Regions from separate parts of the Acanthopagrus latus genome. Here region 2 is linked to region 1. Evidence: chromatin contacts called from public Hi-C data. All regions are on one chromosome and are shown on one strand. Each heading gives the region's core, a stretch centred on a gene start, on an enhancer-like site or on the middle of the called end of the contact. The rest is flanking DNA. Distances are from core to core; before and after follow the strand shown.

Region 1 (6,605 bases), core at 1,446-3,945:
TCGTATGAACACAAAATCACACACGTCCACACACACACACTCAGTGCAGAGGACATTATTAACTACCCTCTAAGGGTCAAACCAGTTGATAGCTGTTGCCACGGCTCCTTAAAGAGTAACTCAGCGACATCAACAAAGACGGGGAAAAAAAGCGTTCAACAGGAAGAAACGAAGGTCAACACACGACTGAGGAAGAGGTTGTTTGCAGTTCGCTTTTCCGATCGTCAAGACAGTCAGCTTTTGGATGTTTCCTCACATTGGAAATTGATTTGGCTGCACATCAAAATGTGAAATGAATTACATTAACTGCACTGACACGCTGTTTCCTTTAAGTCTTCCTCCCATTGTTGATTTAAAAGTTACATATCTGTCTGCTTGTGAAGTTCTTATCTATATTAACGTTGTTTTTTGTGTCTAAACTTTGGCTGATACATGTAGAAAACTGGTAAATCCCCTTCACAGACCCACCAGTGCAGAAGTTAAAAAAATTAATAAATAAAAAATCACTGTTCAAACCCACTCAAGTGTCCCACAAACAGCGAATAAGTCAGAGTTAATTACAAGGAAGTGTGAAGAGCATCTTACACAAAATATTTCTCAGTTGTAGCGAGGATGCAGCCATGGTGGCTTTGTGGTTCTTTAGATTTAAAGGATAAGTTAACCGAAAGATGAACACTCATTTACTTATCACCCTCACCATCGCAAAAAAAGACATTATTGCTCAACAGGAAATCTAGATGCAAAATACCAATTCCTCAGTGGCTTCATTCGTTGGCAGAATACCTCTTATTGGATCAAATGACAGCAGATGGGTGGGTGTTAGTGGTCTTTATGTTTTAGTTTTCATGTGTTTGGGGTTTGTTTGTTCTTTGTTTGCTTTCTTTTCATTTGAGTAATTTTGTTTGGTTTGATTTCTTCCTATACACACACACACACACACACACACACACACACACACACTATTCTTCTTTTGGAGTGTCATCACCATATTTGTTACTGCACAATTACATACACACATTTTTTTTTCTTTAAAAGAAAGAAAATGATGCTGATAATGTTGAAAGTCTACAGAACATTTCTGGAGCTTTGCAGCAATAGAAACTCTGCAGCATCCTTTTAAAACAACTGAAGTAACCGACTTGTTTTAAGACGTTTAGGAAAGCTAGGCTAAGCTAAAAACTTAAGCACACGGCCCATCTGACGTGGATGCACAAGCTTGATCGCGTGTCACGAGTGTAAATAATGGTTTTTCAAAACACTGTATGTTTTTAAAACAAGTCCCCATCTACCTCAGTTGTTTAGGAGAACGCTGCAACACCATTCAGCTGTGAAGCTCCAGAAATGTTTTGTGGACGATGAAACTTCCCCCAACTTTCCATCAGCGCAAGGGTGAGATAATGAGTTTTCATTGCTGGATGAACTGCAATACGTAAGACTCAGTCACAATCACAAATTTGGGCATCGTATTTTATATCTAATTAATTTTATAGAGGGTCCATGTGCAATATTAAACCTAAATGTTGCCATAGCAGGTCATAATTATATCATAAGAGTAACTAAAAGGCTGTAACTCCCGCTAACTGTAGCTGCTGTTGGCTAGTTAGCTTAGTTAGCCATACAGCTAAAAGGTTTAAACTGCAAGCTCGCTGGTGAGTATGCCAACTATAGCAGATATTGTCAAAAACATTTTTTCCATCACATTCTGTTGATATTTTCAGTTCATTTTTTAGTGTTGCAGTCTAATGTAATTCTTACATAATGCACCTTTAATGTCTCACCATACATGACATTTAAATTAACTGAATTGTTGGACAAACACAACACATTCAGCATGGGGACATTGTTGCACAGTGCGGAAATACAAATTTTCTCAAATTCTGGAGCCATTTTCAGGAAAATGACAGAGTTCAGCTGGACTGAGGAAGATGAGGACATACCTGTTTTTGTGGACAGGTTAAGGAAAGCAGGAAACAACAGGCTTACAGGCTTTTCCTATACTGGTTTTTCCAGGTGTGTATCCATTGTATCTATCAGCCCACAGGCAAATCATTGTGGACAGCAGGGCAGGGCTCGACACAATGTGACGAAACCTGTTCTGATGGAGGGGGAAAAGGAAACGCACACCTCACTTCCGACTGTCGCTTATTAAACACCGAAAAACAGTAAAAACTCACGATAGAAACCAAACTCAGCTCCTGTCCGGCCGTCCTGGCAGGAAGAAAACCGGCCTCGAGGTATAAGGAAGTGGTGCGGAGGTGTAGCTTCTAGCTTTAGCCTACCTGGCTGTCAGCGAACATCAGGTGCGACAGGTGAACAGCACCTTACAGGCATGCGCAGAAAACAAAACACTCACCATTTTTGACCCGGCAGCTCTGAACGCATCCAAAGATTTTTTTAAAAAAAGAAGAAGAAGAAGAAGAAGGGGACGTTTAACCCTCACAAAGGGTCAACCGGTCCAGCTGAACGCATTATCTGTCCGTCGTCCACCACAGTCGAGTGTAGAAAGTTGGTTAACTCCGCCCCCCTCTCTCTCTCTCTCTCTCCTGGCCGCCGGCGGGGAGCGGTGCCTGCTGGACGCGTCACCAAACCTCCCCAGCATCTGGATTGGCTGTTCCATGTTTGTGTTGCGGTGTTGCGGACCTGTGAGGACCGACCACGTGACGAGCACGAAGCGTTTCAATGAATGAGCTGATAAAAGTTTAACTAGATGTCACTTGACTGCTGAAGTGTCGATCCCAGGCAGCGTCGGCAGAGAGCAGCAAGTGCTCCCCTCCCTCCCTGTCTCCCTGCCTCCCTCCCTGTCTCCCTCCCTGTCTGTCTGCTTCATGTGATCCTGGTCCGTCACAGTGCTGGACAGGACAGGGACTATTGAGAAGCTGCTGCTGCACTCCTGTTTGAGATCGTTTCTCCCTCCAGATGTCTCTGTACAGAAACGCTGTCTGGTTTTTGAATGGGATCCACAACTACACAAGGTCAGTCATCACCACACTGAGTCCTACCTTTGGAGCTTATCTACAGGTGTGAAGAAACTTCTACCAGGTGCTGCTTTCTCTGTTTAAACCACCGTGTATGTGGCCTCACAACACTATCTGTCTAAATGCAGGATCTGTGATCTGTAAGATGTATTTAGTATCATGTATTTTAGCCCACAGGCTGGTAAACAGGGGGATATCAAAGGTCTGATCACTGTATGGCACACATCACCACACAAACTGGCCTCTATTTACAGTGACAATAGTTCCATTGACGGCTGATGTGTCTCGAGGATGACTTTGCATCACTGACTCTCCACTGGAGCTAAAATGTGGAGATATTGCAGATTGTCACTCTTGTGTTTTAGAAGTAAAATAAAAAATTAAAAAATCAACAGTCGTCATCATCTCAGCAGCAGACTTTTACTCAAGTACTATTCGTATAGGTAGCGCTGTAAGGATACAATTCATATATGCTTAACAATTAACTTTTGAAGTGATGAGGGCTTGACATGGTTGTACAACATGTGAACCGCACTTTGGTGTTTCACTTTTACTTGAGATTTCACCAAACATGTTTTTCTTTTTATAAATTGAACCGAACGATCACTTACAAAGAGGAAGATCCCAGGTAGATATTAATCAGAATGAATATGAAGCTTAACTTAAATCCTTAAACTAAAAAGAAATCAGGTGTCAATCTGAATCAAACACTGGTACTAAGATACGGATGTGGAAAAAAGAGTTTGTTGCCGATGTACTTTTTATTATTGTTAATTTTGGTCCCTAACCTATTATAAGAATTTAAAGTCTTTCAGCGTGTCATTACACTGTCTTTAAAAGAGCACAACTTGGATCTTATCTAGTTTTAAAGGAGCACAATTAAGTTTTTGGGTTGGAAAATCTAATCTGATGAGAAAAATCTCCGTGAATTGTTTTTTACGACTGAATAAACTGTTTTTAAAGAACATCACATTTTGTTCACTTTGGTTATATTTGCAGGAATCTTCTAAGTTCCCACCTTTCAAGCTTCAAACTCATTTCCTTCTATCCACAGCTTGTTTATTCAGTTATGGAAAAACATTAATCAAGTAACTATTTCTGAGATGGTAATATTACCTTATTAATACTGTAGAAGCTGCTTTTCTGAGTTTGAATTTCTTATCCCAGACTACATAGTGCACCTTTTATATAGGCATCCGTGGGAAGAAGAGGTAACTATTTATTTAACAGGTCAGGAAATGTCATGTCATCATGTAAACAAGGCGAACATCAGCCGATATTGATGTTCTGCTGATATTTCCGTGCCCTATTTAGTGGTTTGGTTTCCTTCTTGCCTTTAGGAAAGGATATGAGGCGGCATCTGAAGACTTTGAGCCTCAGGACCTGAGCGTGTCCGTCGTGGGGAGGTCTTTTATGATCACCGGAGCCAACAGTGGAATCGGCAGAGCCACAGCCATGACTATAGCCAAGAAAGGTATTAATTCCCTGAGAGGAGTCACACACCTCACACTAATTAGAAAATTAAAGCTTCGTGCTTTTGTTTCCAGGTGGGACTGTCCACATGGTGTGCAGGAACAAAGATAAAGCAGAGGAGGCCAGAGAGGACATCATCAATCAGTCTGGGAATACAGTGAGTGCTGGGGGAATACGAGGTGATACAAATCTCATGATTGGTGAGAGAAAGTGATCCGCAGCTGTTTTTTTTTGTTGTTTTTTTTTATTTCTAGGAGGTTCACGTCCATATTGTGGACTTGTCAGAGACACGCAAGGTGTGGGAGTTTGCAGAGGCCTTCAAGAAGCAGTATCCATCCCTGAACGTGTTGGTGGGTATCACCCCGACTCCTGTAATCTCCACCACGCCTCAGCTGTTCGGTCTGACTTTCTCAGTTTTGTTTTTTTCCTGACAGATAAACAACGCCGGGTGTATGGTGCACAAGAGAGAGCTGAACGCCGACGGGCTGGAGAAGAACTTCGCCACCAACACGATGGGTGAGATCTCGTTCTGCTGGTCTAACTGTGCCACGCCGCTGCCGCTGCTCAGATAACACATTCAACTCCTTCTCTTCAGGAGTGTACATCCTCACCCAGACTCTCTTACCACTTCTGCAGAAGAGCCGGGATCCCAGGGTGGTATGATCACACACACACACACAAAGACATACACAAAGACACACACACACACAGTGCTCATCTGCATCATGTGGACGGCATAAAGCCACTTTTGTCCAGGCTGTGGTGTCTGTGGTCTGAGCACACTGTGCCTCTTTTCTCCTGACTGTTAGATCACTGTGTCCTCAGGAGGCATGCTGGTCCAGAAACTCAGAGTGGATGACTTGCAGTCAGAGAAGGGCTACTTCGATGGTGTCATGGTCTACGCCCAGAACAAGGTACCACTCCAGGACAGGAAGTACATGTACTTCACAACATTCAGAGACAAATATTGTACTTACTTATATACTTTCTACTCCACTACATTTATTTGATAGCTTTAGAATTAGATTATTAATGCAAAATATAAATCAGGTAATAAAGGGTGACAACCAAGTGACATATTGGGTAGAAATTAGTTCTATATATTAAAATAAAAGTCTTAATGAGCTTGTTATACTGCCAAAAGGGTTCATTTGAATTCTAAACCCATCAAGAGTTATTAATCCAAAACCAAAGACCTTACTGTGTGAACTGCTTTGGGACAAGAGGACATCAGTACACTTGGGTATATTGACATTTCTTAATAGTATCTCAAAGTTTTGTTCTGTCATCCAAATATTTGTAATGTTTGAAGATTACAGGCTGAATTTATTCAACAAAGTCGGGACAAAGAACGGTAATTGTTCTTGTAAAGTTGGTCAAATGTCATTAATGCTCCTCTGGCTCTCATTTCTGTAAAGGTGAAACTAGCCAGTGGTTTCAAAATGTTTTTTTTGCAGGGACCCGCCTTTTGTGGATAACAATATTTTAAATCCTTGCCTGTTTGATTATGTTAAGTTACCGTTGTGAAAAAGACAAAATAGTGTGCATCAGCAGTGAATAATGCTGTAGTAGAGGTAACAGTGTGTTGTTTCTCCTCAGAGGCAGCAGGTGGTGCTAACAGAACAGTGGGCCAAAGCAAACCCAATCATCCACTTCTCTGTGATGCATCCAGGCTGGGTGGACACACCAGGTACACACTCCCCCAAAGGGCCTGAACACTTGAGGAGCTGCTGGTGTTTTTCTTTTTCTCTTTGTTTATTTCTTATTTTTGAATGAGAAGACAACCTCACACATACTACACACACACTCACAAGTCAGATTAAGCCGTGGCTCTCCAGATGGTGGTGCTATAGCAAAGGTTAAAAGTTTGAAACGCTTGAAAATCCCATGAAAGGCAACCAAAGTAAAATCAAGCTGACACTAACTATGGCAGGGAGTAATCTGATGAGTCTACAGCTACTCCTTCTCTCTCTCTCTCTCTCTCTCTCTCTCTCTCTCTCTCTCTCTCTCTCTCTCTCTCTGAACAATTATAAAATATGTCACTCATACGCTTTCAAAAACAGTAAACCATATTAGATTACTTAAATGTTCTTTCTGGTTGTTGTTGTCATCCAAATTCAAGCCTAAAACAAACAAAAAGTGTGACCATGAACCCTA
Region 2 (7,164 bases), core at 2,672-5,171, 140 kb after region 1:
AGAGGCACAAAGAGGCTGAGTACACTTCAAGTATCATCTATTGCTTTTAGGTGCCAGTATCACCAAAGGCTTTTTAAAATATCACTCAAATCTTTTATGAGAGTTATTATATTCTCTAATGAAAAAATACAACTCTTCTGTAATGTAGCAAATCAACCTGAATTCATGTGGCTTTTAAAAACTGTCCTGCAGGTTATGTAAAAGTTGAAATTGTGGCGCCATCCACTGTTTGATTATTGACAATGTGCATATCTGCTCTTTAATATTTTATGTTTACAGAGATAGTGAGAGCAATGACACATGTGATCAACCAGGGCATGTCCATGTACTGGGGCACATCCCGGTGGTCCGCCATGGAGATCATGGTGAGTGATGGGCGACATTTTTGCGCATCTTTGTGCATGTGATTTAGACCAACTTGGCTGGAAAAAGAAACATAAATATACCAAGAATTCTCAAAGGAGATATATCATCCTCATTTACAGGTTCATCATTTTATTTTGGGTGACTAACTAGAGCAGGTTCCTGCATTTACTGCTCAGAAAAAATGTTATTCTCCCTCCATCTGAAATGCTCTGTTTTAGCTCCTGTGTCTTTAAAACCCGCCTTTGGAAAACCCAGTCTGCTCTGATTGGTCAGTTCACACATGCCTGACCCAGCACCCCTAACAACAACAGATCAGATGTGCTAAATCAATTCTTGCCTGCCAAACAAGCCACAAGGCATAAATTACGCAAATGTGTGACTCTGTGACATAGTGTGATGTCACAGAGTGACAGAATTAAGGGCAACACGAGTGGCGAGGCGTTTCAGGAGGAGTGTTTTCTGTGGGAGAGAGGAGCTTCTGTTTGCGTGGACATTGAGCTCTTTAGCTTTGAAGATCTTTTACATGCATGAGAACATGCAAAACAAAAAAAACTACAAAAAATCATAATAATTCTACTTAAAAAAAACAATATATTGCTATTTGTTTCTTCCTGTAATCATATTGTGGAAACTTTTTTGGTGTACTGAAACACACAATTTTCTGGCTATTATGCCATTAAAAAGCAATTACAAAGTCAAACACCTCTCAGAATGTTTTCAAGGAATGAGAAAATCCAGTTGAATGTGACTGTTACAGTGTAGTGGACAGATATAATGACATAGATTAGAGTGGGAGATCTTCTGTTCAGTCATCTGTTTTGCCCTGTCTTCTTCAAACTGAAGATTGGGAAATGGAATCCAAAATGAGCCGATACTGTATGTTAGAACACACTAGTCCATGTACGTGGGTCGGTATTACTTGAACATGTGTCCTTGTCTTATGAACATTTCTCCCCTTTGTTTTTATTCCCTCTTCACATCCAATTAGGAAGCATACTCTGTGGCCAGGCAGTTCAATCTAATTCCACCCGTGTGTGAGCAGGCAGAGTATCACTTCTTCCAGAGGGACAAAGTGGAAACTCAGCTGCCAGAGCTCTACCATAAGATAGGTAAGGCTGTCATCAGTTTCTTTTCAATTTGAGCTTTTTTGAGAAGATTCTGGGCTTTGATAGATCTTCTATCCTGTTTCTCTGTGGTCATTAATCTCCTTCAGGTGTGGGTGTCGTCTCTTGGTCACCTCTGGCCTGTGGAATCATTACTGGGAAGTATGAGAACGGCGTCCCAGATTCCTCCAGGGCCTCAATGAAGGTACAGGAGAAATTTATGTTAGCCACCATCTCTTACTGATTTCAATCAATAACTGTGATGCCTAACATGTTACTGCTCCTCCAGCCATACCAGTGGTTGAAGGACAAAATAATGAGTGAGGATGGGAGGAAACAGCAAGCCAAGCTAAAGGATCTGGCTCATATCGCAGAGAAGCTCGGCTGTACCTTGCCGCAGCTAGCTATAGGTAAGGGACGACATGAACACCCTAAGACCTTTGTAGGTCTGAGGGGGTTTCACTACATACTGTCTGATACATTTATACCACAATACCAACTATAGAAACTCTTCCTTTCCCTGATCATTAGCCTGGTGCTTGAGGAACGAAGGAGTGAGCTCAGTGCTCCTCGGATCCTCCAATCCAACCCAGCTAACAGAGAACCTGGGAGCCATACAGGTACGAAGACTATTACCTCATACTGAATAATTCTGAATGATTACTTCAAACAGCATTGATCATGTGCTCTTTCTTTCCTTTGTGCGCACCACAGGTAATTCCAAAGATGACAGCAGGCATCGCATCAGAAGTGGATCATATACTGGGAAATCGTCCTCACAGTAAAAAGGACTACCACCATTAGGATGGACCCAGTTTTAGTGAACTATGCTCAACAAAAGCTTATCAAAGCTCACTTCTCACAGCCATGGCACCAACAAGTGCGTGCCCAACCTTGCTTGTGTGCGCGTATGACTGTGTATGTGTGACTGTGTAAAAGTGCTCCGCTTGGCTCTTTGTCCGTACAAAGATCAACCAGTACTCATTATTGTAAAGTGAGCTACTTGACGAAAAAACATGCATGCTACAGCTACAGCAGCCGGCCACTGGACAGAACCACAGTTTCAGCAGCGAGGTGATTTCTGGGGTGAAATTCTCTGACGCTTCAAAGAAAACTGTGCAGACACTGCTGAACCACACATTTATATAAGCAGAAAATTAGATCATGGAAAAAAAAGTAACTTACTGCAAGATCAATCTCAAGCCGATTGAAACAAGCATGGGCCAGTTAGTGAACTATCATGATTATCTGACTAAGAGTTTCCCTGTAATTGTCGACAAACTAACACATAAACTCATGGCAGTGTAGAAAATCCATGAACGAAACGATGTGGTGACCAGTGTTACAGAAATCTACATTATTAGATGTTTGTGATGTAAAAAAAAAAAAAAAAGAAAAAAGAATGAAACAATGATGATGTGTTTAATTTGGCCTCATCTCAGCAGACCGGACGATATGCAGCTGGAGTTGACCTGTCAATGTGATGAATCAGTACTGGATGGACTGAAAAGAAAATCTGCTCACAATGTTGCCGCTAATACCAGGAGAGCTAAGTTAAACTAAAATAGGTTTCAAAACATCTGTACTGACTGTTAAATATTTTCCTTATGAAGCAGCTATGACAGAATGAGCTTCTCATCCTCCCCCGTGTTGTATTTTCTTTCTTTTACACTTATGCAAAAGTACAGCTTGGTGTACTCTCCTGATATGCTCCTTTTCGTTTTTTGGACTATGCCAGACCTTCTGTCAGTAACAATCACATCTGATTCATTTAATTTCAGTCTGTGTGTTGTGGCTCAAAAACATTTGTCAAATTGAAGTTGGGGAGATGATCCTCCTGAGGGGGGAGCTTCTGGATTTAAAAACAAAGCCATGTAGCTAATGAAGAGACTCAGTTAATAAAATAAAACCATATGGACCCCTGCAGTCATTGCACCTGGAATACACTTACATAACACTTACCCAACCTCCCCCATCTTTGTTACGTTCTGTCTGTTCAAACATGTATTTCGGTGTTGTTCAACAGATTTGTATATACAAATAAAGAGCTTATAATTCTCCATGTGATATGTTTTGAGAACCCATGGTAATTTTTCTATTAATGTTATAGAGGCCTTCTAATTTTCGCGCCCCTTATGAATTGAAATGAAGCTAGAGTAGATTTATTGTAATTGTAAACTGCAGTAATAAGAAAACAACCTGTGACTTGAAACACTCTGACGTAGTTACTGCTGTTTGCTGTTGGGGTTTCGTCTGTGTCTTCCTGTTTTATAATAAAATAATGTGTGAATTAATCTACTTGTGAAAAGTATATACACCTTCTGACAAATGTCCCCCTTTTAAATGATTTTGTGTTGCTCTTTCGGAATGGTTTCTATGGTGACAGAGACGGGCGTTTCCGGTGAATCGGCCAATGAGCTATTCTTGTTTAGAAGCGTGATATTTGATTGGCTTCGAGGGACTTCCGCAAATCTCGTCGGCTGGCGCTCGAGCCCGCGGATTATGAAAACTGCTACCAGTGAAATAGCGAAAAAGTAGCACTAAAATCTTAAATTTTCCTTAATTATCCTGCTAGAATTGGGCTAGTGTTGCACTGAGGCTACGGGAACGTTAATTCGGAATTGAGTCGGTGCCAGCTATTTCGGAACCAAACAAAGCACGGTAGCGTTTGTTTGTGTTGGTAGTTAGCTAGCAGGCGGCTAGTTAGCCTGATAGCAGAGGGGAGGTAACGTTACCTTGTCAACTAGCGTCAACTGAAACTGCTCTGCTCTTTATCTGAAAGTGCAGGGCTCGTTAGCGGCTTTGAAACACAAGCCGCAGAGTCTCTTCCCACGGCTTGAGGTGAGTGTTGTGTCGGAATTAATCATAAAATCAGACGCTCATCCCTGAGCAAATCAAATGTTATCAACAAAACACTTCCTCTGTTAGCTAAAACTGCTGTATTCGGCTAACCTATCAGCGTACATTGTTGCTGAAATACATTCATTCTCTCTATCTGGGTCAATTGTGTTCCATCCCAGCTGGATAACTCACAGCAATGTCGCTGTCGACTGAGGCTCATTTCGGGTTGAGCCAAAGCAGCAGAGGTAAAGGAGACACCATTTGTGTGGTGCCCGACCTCAGCTCTGATGTCCTGGAAGATGACTTCGACCTAAATAAGTCCTACCCATGTACTCGGAGACCAATGTACAAAAAGAGCCTTTTGGCACTGCAACGTCGTTATTATCCTGGCTCCTTGAGAGGTGAGTGATTCTAAGCTGAAATGACTAATTAAATCAACTATTTTGGTAAACATCCTTTAAACAATGTATGAAGCATAGGGCAGCAATGTTGGTATTTGCTGTTTTTCTTTGTCTTTGATGAAAGCAAATGTACAATATTTGAGTCTAGAACTTTAAAGTGACTTTTTGACAATGATTCCTCAGATGTGGTTATCAAAAAATATGGAACCAGTGGAAGTATATTTTACAGTTTAACAATAAACTTGATTGTTTGAAAAAAAAGACATCAGTCCGCTTAAACTGTAAACCTCATTATCCCAATTACTTTCTCAGCACTATCATCTTTAAAAAGAGTTTTCATATTTCATTATGTCGGGCAGCATATGCCCAAATATTGATATATTTGACAGGTTAATATCAGCCAACCAATGTATCAGTAGGGCTCTTTTAAAACTTATTGTGAAAGACAAAAGTCATTGTGAGGATGAGGATGTAAGAAAGTGGCCCTCTAAAATCCACCCCATTTTTTGCTTGCAGATGAACGTTTTGATGGTTGCACCTCCATCGCAGCAAGAAACTGCCAGATCTCTAGCTTACATCCTTGCTCCCAGGTTTCTGCTGCCTCCCTGCCACACCTCTCCACTGTGCCTGAGTTGGAGGAAAGCTTGTTCAGTCAACTGTTCTCCGGAGATTTCAGCCTACCAGGATCTCCATCTGCCTTCAACCCCAATAAAGCCATTCTGACTGTTGACCATAAAACCAGAGAGGTATTGTGTGCTCACGAAGAAGAACTGGATTTACAGTATTCCAGCAAGAGCCTACCCTGTAAATGTGTTTTATCTGATCTTTTTTAGATTTTGTCAGCAAATGAGCAAGCCTGCAAACTGTTTGAGTGCACCACCAGTGACCTAATTGGAAAAAATCTGTCCTGCATCTTGAAGAAAACCACTCAGGTTCTGGAGGAAGCATTGGAGCAAGATTTTCCACTTGTTGATGGAAGTGTTGCAGCTGTGTCTGGGAAAGTGGTATGACATATGCTGACTTTAAAACTTGACTATGCTTGAATTCTTGTAGAGTGGAGTAATGAGATTGAAATATTATCATGATCACACTATGATCCAAATTGCAGGAGGTGCATTTTTATTGCATTTGATTATTGATTTATTTTATAAATGAAGCATTGTCGTGCTACAAAGAGGTTTCCATCTATTTATTTTTATGAAAATGAAGAGCAAAAATTATCAGTCCAACTAAAATCATGACTCATATTGCAATCTGTCAAAAATAGTGTTTTAATTTTTGCATATCGTCCTGTCCTCAGTTCTACAACTTTCCTCAAAACACTACATCAAGCCACTGTTTAGTCAAATGTCTTTAATTTCCTACAACACCACTGCAAGAATGTGTCTAATGTGTTTAAGATGATCTTTTCTCTGTTTGACATGCTCCTTTTTCTGTAGGTGGATGTTGTGACACCATCTGGAGAGGTGCCAGTGTCAGTATGTACCCACAGACAGTCACAAAATGAAGAGAACTGGCTTGTCATGATGGAAAATGTGGACCGGCTGTCAGCCTTTCTGTCCTTTTCACAAGATGTGAGTGCAGCATTATTTATCTGTATCAGAGTAATCGTGCAATCACACTCTTGCCGATTCTCCATTATTGCACTATGAAATGTGCATCTTCATATTTATCTGTTTGTTTATTTATTTATTCATCAATCGATCTGTCTATCTATCTTTTCATAGTTGTACTACAATGTTTCCTGTTTTTTGATGTACTGTTGTTGTTATGTGTGGTGTCCTTGAGTGCTTTGAAAGGAGCCTTTAATTAAAATGCATTATTATTATTATTATTTATCAGCCATAGTAGTGTGTAGTTAGTAGTCTTTTTTGCCACATTTTAATGAGAATCTAGACGTGCTTGTTTTTTAAAAAATGTTTTCACAACCTAATGGTATTACCATCTTTACTGAGTGAATATGTCACCATATGTCACCAAGTTCTAAAGCAGTTCTTTGTTCTGTCTTTTCTAGGGCAGCATTCTAACCTGTGACTCAGCATTTGCACAAGTCCATGGATACTACCATCCCGACGAGTTAATAGGAGCGTCTGTTAAGGAACTAATCCCTTCTTTACAAATCCCCCTCCGCAGTAATGCATTGCCCAAAGTAAGCACACTTTACAACCAAAACTGTCTCACTCAGCTAAAGAAAGAATCCTTTCCTTAAAGGGATATTCCAGCGTAAATTTAATCCATGGTCTAAAACACCGTGACACAGAGTAAGACCCCCCCTCGTGAGATCAAGTTTTCCGACCATTAGCTTACGTAGTTTTAGCAACCTCAGAAAAGAGTGCACGATAACAATACACTGCAGTCTATGCCTCCAGCAACAAACCGCCACTCATGGCCACAAATAAAGCTTAGAACAGCCACAAATAAAGCTTAGAACAGCACCAAATTTCAGCAACAGT

Evidence for each region. A called contact is a pair of places that touch in the nucleus more often than the background predicts.
Region 2: a Hi-C map of muscle shows a contact between it and region 1, with 4 times the contacts expected there. The contact joins the promoter of pask here to the promoter of LOC119011126 in region 1. A contact is called at or near these places in 2 of 4 Hi-C or Micro-C datasets (both in muscle).

Annotation. Positions count from the first base shown.
Region 1 is chr21:21,245,729-21,252,333 of fAcaLat1.1, forward strand. It overlaps LOC119011126 (dehydrogenase/reductase SDR family member 12-like), which reads left to right and starts at 2,696. Exons shown (of 10, transcript XM_037084008.1): 1 at 2,696-2,972; 2 at 4,316-4,449; 3 at 4,523-4,605; 4 at 4,703-4,798; 5 at 4,883-4,964; 6 at 5,044-5,105; 7 at 5,258-5,362; 8 at 6,048-6,138. The coding sequence starts at 2,917. It overlaps ap1s3b (AP-1 complex subunit sigma-3b), which reads right to left and starts at 2,509. Exons shown (of 6, transcript XM_037084009.1): 1 at 2,354-2,509. The coding sequence starts at 2,356.
Region 2 is chr21:21,386,995-21,394,158 of fAcaLat1.1, forward strand. pask (PAS domain-containing serine/threonine-protein kinase) reads left to right here and starts at 3,922. Exons shown (of 21, transcript XM_037084481.1): 1 at 3,922-4,310; 2 at 4,490-4,711; 3 at 5,228-5,457; 4 at 5,545-5,715; 5 at 6,151-6,285; 6 at 6,726-6,860. The coding sequence starts at 4,507. kcnab1b (voltage-gated potassium channel subunit beta-2) reads left to right here. Exons shown (of 14, transcript XM_037084832.1): 9 at 280-365; 10 at 1,355-1,475; 11 at 1,580-1,674; 12 at 1,759-1,879; 13 at 2,001-2,089; 14 at 2,184-3,763. The coding sequence ends at 2,273.